2 separate regions of the Mus musculus genome follow, and region 1 is linked to region 2. A link is a contact called in public promoter capture Hi-C data. All regions are on one chromosome and are shown on one strand. The core of a region is the stretch at or near the end of the contact, and the rest is flanking DNA. Distances in the headings are between cores, read along the strand shown. Region 1 overlaps Akap7 (A kinase (PRKA) anchor protein 7). Region 2 overlaps Epb41l2 (erythrocyte membrane protein band 4.1 like 2).

Region 1 (2,700 bases), core at 167-2,666, 250 kb after region 2:
TCCTCTTGAAGAGCAGCTGGTGCTCTTAATCACTGAGCCACATTCCCATATCCAAAGGCATTTTAAACTAAAGACCAAATTTGAGGAGAAGCAGCTAGTCACTTTCTGACCTTCTGCCCTTCCTCTGAAGAAGTTTATAAACTTAGGAGGACTTTTCTAACCATCCCTGGAAGCAGGTTGTCTGGCTTACATTTGAGATGCTGTCTTCCTTACCCCTGAAGGAAACGAATGACCTTTTCTCTGAAGGCTTGCTAAGCTCTCCCAGCCTGATATTATCAGATCAGAATTTTAATCTAATTGTTCTTTTTCTATAACTATCCACATTGTCAAACCCCCTTAAAAAAATCACACAGGTTTACCTGGTTTGGGGGGAAATTGGAAAGAGCATGGTCTTCAATTTCTTATGAAGGGTTCCAAGGCACAGGAAACTAAATAAAATTGTGTGCATTTTCTTGTTACTTTGTCTTTTGTTACAGGATTCTGAGACCTCAACATAACAAAGTAAACAATATCCCCTTCCCTCACTATCAGTCTTTATACAAGCCGACCTGCTGCTACAAATTCTTTTTGTCCTTCTAATGTGAAAGGTTATTTTGTACGGATAGGATGAAGGGTGGAGCTCATCTTTGTGGGTTGGGTGAAGGGGCGGAGCTCATCTTTGTGGGTTGGGTGAAGGGCCAGATTCCATCTTTGTAGGCGGGGTGAAGGGGCGGGGCCCATCTTTGCATTCTGGAATCTGTGAGTTTATGGTGGGGGCTCCTGGAGAGATGTCAGTTATAGCACTTCAGGGGCTCTGGCTCACATCTTCCTATCTTCATCTTGTTTTCCAGAAACGGCATCAACTCTTTTCCTAGCATGATCCTGTAGCCTTAGGGATTATAAAGATACAGAAAACTGAATTTATATGACATTTATTTACATTTACAATAATGAAAATTGCTCTGAAAGGCTTTGTGCATAGAAATGGATATGGAATTTTATTCATTTTTAAGCTAAATGCAATTTTGTTAAGAAGGTTATTAGATTGAGAGATTGCTAAAACTTCAGCCTGTTAGAATTACAATGGTCTTGGCATATTTTTGCTCCAATGAGAAAAGTGCCTTTGGTTAGCATGATAAACGATTCCAAGTACATTTATCTCATAAAATAGAAGATGAAACGATTTAGAATGTTCATTTGAGCATTATGCTTTCTCTTATTTTGACTGCTGTTTTTCCCCCCAGAAGGAGAGGACAAACTGTATTTCTGGGTTTTTTTTAAGGAGATTGTTCCATTCCCAGCATTTTTGGGTCTCTCAGACTGCCGAGATAGTGATGGAAGGTTTCCAAACGCAGGCCAGGCGGTTGTTCTCTCAGGAGCCTGCTGACCCTTCACCTATGGCCGGCACTGGGCTCTCTCTGGACAGAATAACTGCTGTACTTCTGGGCTGCACTTCCTTCCTGCCCGTGCTCCCTGTCCTGAGCCTGGGCCTGTCTTCTCTCCCTCTCATCTCTGCCTGTTGGCATGTGTTGTTCTCTGTGCTTCTTTTCTTTCCTTGTTTCTCTCTTAACCTTTCTGTCTCCTTTTTCATTTGCTTGATTTTTCAGTTGGACCTATAAATGAAGATTCATTGTTTTTACTTTGTTTTGTATGTATGTGTGCCTTATGTGCGAGTCCCTGTGTAGCCCAGAAGAGGGCACTGTATCCAATAGACCCGGAGTTATGCTCTGGATGTGGGTGCTGGGTACTGCATCTGGGTCCTCTGCAAGAGCAGCAAGTACTCTTAACCTCTGAGCTGTTTCGCCAGTCCCTCTAATCATCTTTCAAGTATCAATTCATTAGTTTCAGCAAAACTGTGAGGTAGGGCTCATCACCCTAGCCCCACCTGGTTACCTGATAGACAAAAATGAGGTGAAGTTCCTTACTTGTTGGTAAATGGCAGAGCCATCATGTGCATCCAGGCAATTTGACCAGATTCTGTTTGGATGAGTTATATGAAATCTTGTCAGTTTATAAATTAGCTGCTAGGCTCCCCAGACATTTTCTGAGAATACCCCTTGCCTTTTTGGCTTAGCCAAAAGACAGCTTTTTATCTGAAATGGTAGTTTCTGTTGATGAGGAAGCTGTACATTTCTCCAATCCCATCATACCCAGGACCCAGAGGTGTCACTGCCGTGCCCTGGTCTTTATCTTTTCTTCTTGTCCTGACCTTATGGAAATCTTTCTTCATTGGTGTTTCATGGCATCTGGCTTGTTATCACCCCTCCCCCTTTCTGCGGTCACCTTGGCGTTCCATTCATTTATTGAACCTTTGTGTTTCTTTAACCTGTACTGTGATTCCCGATTGCTCCTGTAACAGAACACAAACTACTGGTGATGCTGGCTCTGATGTTTGTATATATTTGGCCCAGGGAGTGGTACTGTTAGGAGGTGTAGCCTCGTTGTAGTAGGTGTGGCTTTGTTGGAGTAGGTCTGTTACTGTGGACGTGGGCTTTAAGACCTTCCTCTAACCACATGGAAGCCAATGTTCTCCATAGCAGCCTTCAGATGAAGATGTAGAACTCTCAAATCCCCCAGCATCATGCCTGCCTGGATGCTGCCATACTCTGGCCTTGATGATAATAGATTGAGCCTCTGTAAGGTTCTGTAAGCCAGTCCCAATTAAATGCTGTCCTTTCAAGAGTTGCCTTGGTCATGGTGTCTGTTCACAGCAGTAAAACC
Region 2 (2,700 bases), core at 41-2,540:
AAAATCCTTTAAGGTACAGGTCTTCTCACTGTTTAAGGAAACCAGGTAGTTGGAAACAGCAAAACGCAGCGCAGTGTTTCTTTTCCCCGGGGGCCTGTCTGTGGAGACAAATGCATTGCCGGATCACAGTACAGCTTCTCTCTGATGCAAGGCTATGGAGCACACCTTGAAGCTTTGCTCATTAAACCAGGTACAGCTAATAAGCACAGGGGAAGACTAAGAGCCATAATCAATACCTGACGCCTGAATGTGCATGGGTATTTTTGCCTGCATGTTTGCCTGTATACCCATGTATGCTGGTGTCGTTGGAAGCCAGACAGAGTGTATGGTCTCCTAGACCGAGTTATAAAAAGTGATGATCCACCAGATGGGCACTGAGAAGCAAGCTCAGGTCCTCTGGAAGAAAAGCCAGCATCCTGTAACCGTTGAGCCACCTCTTCAGCCCATATCTTAAATTATGGCTGTAACCCTTTCATTCCATATCAACTCAAGAAGCTAAATGCAACAACATGTATTATGGCAATAATAAAGATCATGAGAAAATATCACTGTCAAAATCACAGGAAAAAACTGTGAGCATGAGTCTCAGTAGAGTCAGTTAGTTTTGAACTTCATGGGTTCCGTCTAATCTAGTCTCCTGAGAGCGGACCTTGAACAACAGGCCGCACCACTGCACCAGACTGAGAACTGTTGTATTAGGAAGAAATGTGCTCAGAAGAGAAACAACAGGTTGTTTACTCCCAGAATGGAGCAGGATTCATGCCCAGCACAGAAGGAAGAGCTGCTGAGCTGGACCCTAAGAGAGCACGCCTCGCAGACATACCAACGTGAGGAGGTGTTTCTCTTTGTGTGTAGCTCATAGAAAGGAATAGCCTAAGATTCCTCTGAACACAAGGAAGGGGATGTAGAAAACGTGTGAATGACCACCCAGGGTCACTATGTAATCAGCATCATTGTTTGGCAAGAAAGCCATTTTCATTTAAGCTTACATAGCTTTAAGGAGGATGTGAACGTGCCGCAGGCTCCTGGTGGGGAGTGTCCGGGTCGGACCTCACTTTAGCAGAGCTGAGGCCTGGGAGAAGCCCGGTCTCACAGGCAGGTAAGCCTGCCGAGTCATCTACATTGGGGTTGTGTTATTTTCCTACCCATATGCTTCACATTTGTTATATTCACCTTTCACAAGCAATGCTACATAAACACGAGTTTTCAAGGCGAACAGGCTATAAAAGGTGAAACACAGAACTGAACCCAGCACTGCTCAGCTGGGAAAGTCCTTACAAAGCATGGGAAGGCCTGCACTTTGGGGAGAGTTAAAGAAACGATGGCTGGGAACATTCACACTCTCCTGCTTAGAATGCTGAAGGAACTTAGCAAACAGCTCTTGAGCAAGAAGCCCAGAGGGAAATAAGAGTCAGGCAAGCACCACCTCCAGTTCAGGGGTGTCCAGATTCCAGAGGACAACAGTGGACCGCGCACCGCTGACAGTCTGGGAGACTGGGAGCCTCACTTCCAAGACAAGGTTCTTGTCCACGATGAGTGTACTAGGCAGCTCCTAGAAACCCCTCACACTAAGTTCACACTGAGCGCCCACAACAACTTTATCTCTAACCCTCAGAAACCAAAACCAAAACAAACCAACAAGCAAACGAATCCCCGTAAATTATGGAACATGTAATTAAAATACCATGCTTACAAACATCACACACAGAGCCTTTCTCAAGCACGCAGTTCTTATATCTAACAGTGGCCTTCTTGGAGACCATGCTGTGTTCAAAGCTTTGTCTACCATTTGTTCCTCTTCTCCAGCAGAAGCAATCCACTAAACACTTCTTTTCCTTTCTTCAAGTTGTGAAACAACAACAACACCCCCCAAAAACCTTGTTCTCCTTTTTAAAAATCATTTAAAAAAAAAAAGAAAGAAAGAAAAGCCAGAGAGCTAGAAAGACAAGAAAGGAAGAAAAGGAAGGAAGGAAGGGAGGGAAGAGGAAGGAGGAAGAGAAAGAGGAGGAGGAAGGCAGCAAACAACTCTTCTCATCATTTGGGACTACAGTCTAAAATCAAGCATCAAGCAGCTCATTATTACCTCTTTATAACTGTTATAACAAGCACTGCACTTATATAAACAAACAAACAAACAAATAAATAGAATCAATATACATTTTCTTTTTTTATTTTATTTTTTACTTTATTCAACACAATATATATTTTATACCAATCATAAAAATGATGGACATGTTATTAAATGAACATAAATAGGTAAAGTCTTCTTGCTTGTTTATTTGTTTTGTTTTGTTTTGTTTTTAGTAGAGTTTAAAATCTTGGCTCTTAACTGTGGTACAAACACAAAATAAGGACAATTTTTAGACATTGGAGTTCATTGTAAGAAGGCTGTACTTCAATGTCCCTCACATCACCAAAGGATTTTACCTCCACAGTAGCTAAGCTAAGAGTTGACAGTTCTGCTGCGCCAAGGAATGAATTGTAGGCACGATTATTTGGACACAGATTTCCTGCTATGGACAAAGTTATTTGACTAAAGTGATTGTCATCATTCTCGGACCACAGGGAACAGGTTACATTCATTTAAAAAATGGGGTGTGTATTAAGAAGGTGTATCCATGAAGTCGTTCATCAACTGTTTCAATGAACAGTGGTTCTGCTTGGAGGATGGCACAGACACCTCATTTCAGAAAAAGAGTA

The links. Capture Hi-C pulls out chosen DNA fragments and counts their contacts.
Region 1: a contact with region 2 is called in a promoter capture Hi-C map of adipose tissue. The contact joins two enhancer-like sites. A contact is called at or near these places in 11 of 39 promoter capture datasets (the C10 cell line, the HPC-7 cell line, Sertoli cells and 8 more), 1 of 15 datasets of contacts at CTCF or cohesin (stem cell-derived epiblast-like cells), 83 of 484 Hi-C or Micro-C datasets (the 3T3-L1 cell line, the AML12 cell line, B cells and 57 more), 9 of 115 datasets of contacts at active chromatin or transcription factors (the NIH/3T3 cell line, PVALB interneurons, acute myeloid leukemia and 5 more) and 4 of 9 other capture datasets (adipose tissue, embryonic tail, liver and 1 more).

What each region holds. Positions count from the first base shown.
Region 1 is chr10:25,256,332-25,259,031 of GRCm38.p6, reverse strand. The region is part of intron 5 of Akap7 (A kinase (PRKA) anchor protein 7); the gene reads left to right. Among named protein-coding and RNA genes, the nearest start is that of Gm25016, 8.5 kb to the left of the region's middle. Within about 2 kb of position 1,416, at least 3 of the 459 cell types and tissues checked have an H3K27ac peak or open chromatin away from gene starts, as enhancers often do. A contact at or near this core is called in adipose tissue, where this site is marked.
Region 2 is chr10:25,509,356-25,512,055 of GRCm38.p6, reverse strand. The region is part of intron 18 of Epb41l2 (erythrocyte membrane protein band 4.1 like 2); the gene reads right to left. Among named protein-coding and RNA genes, the nearest start is that of Smlr1, 26 kb to the left of the region's middle. Within about 2 kb of position 1,290, at least 13 of the 459 cell types and tissues checked have an H3K27ac peak or open chromatin away from gene starts, as enhancers often do. A contact at or near this core is called in adipose tissue, where this site is marked.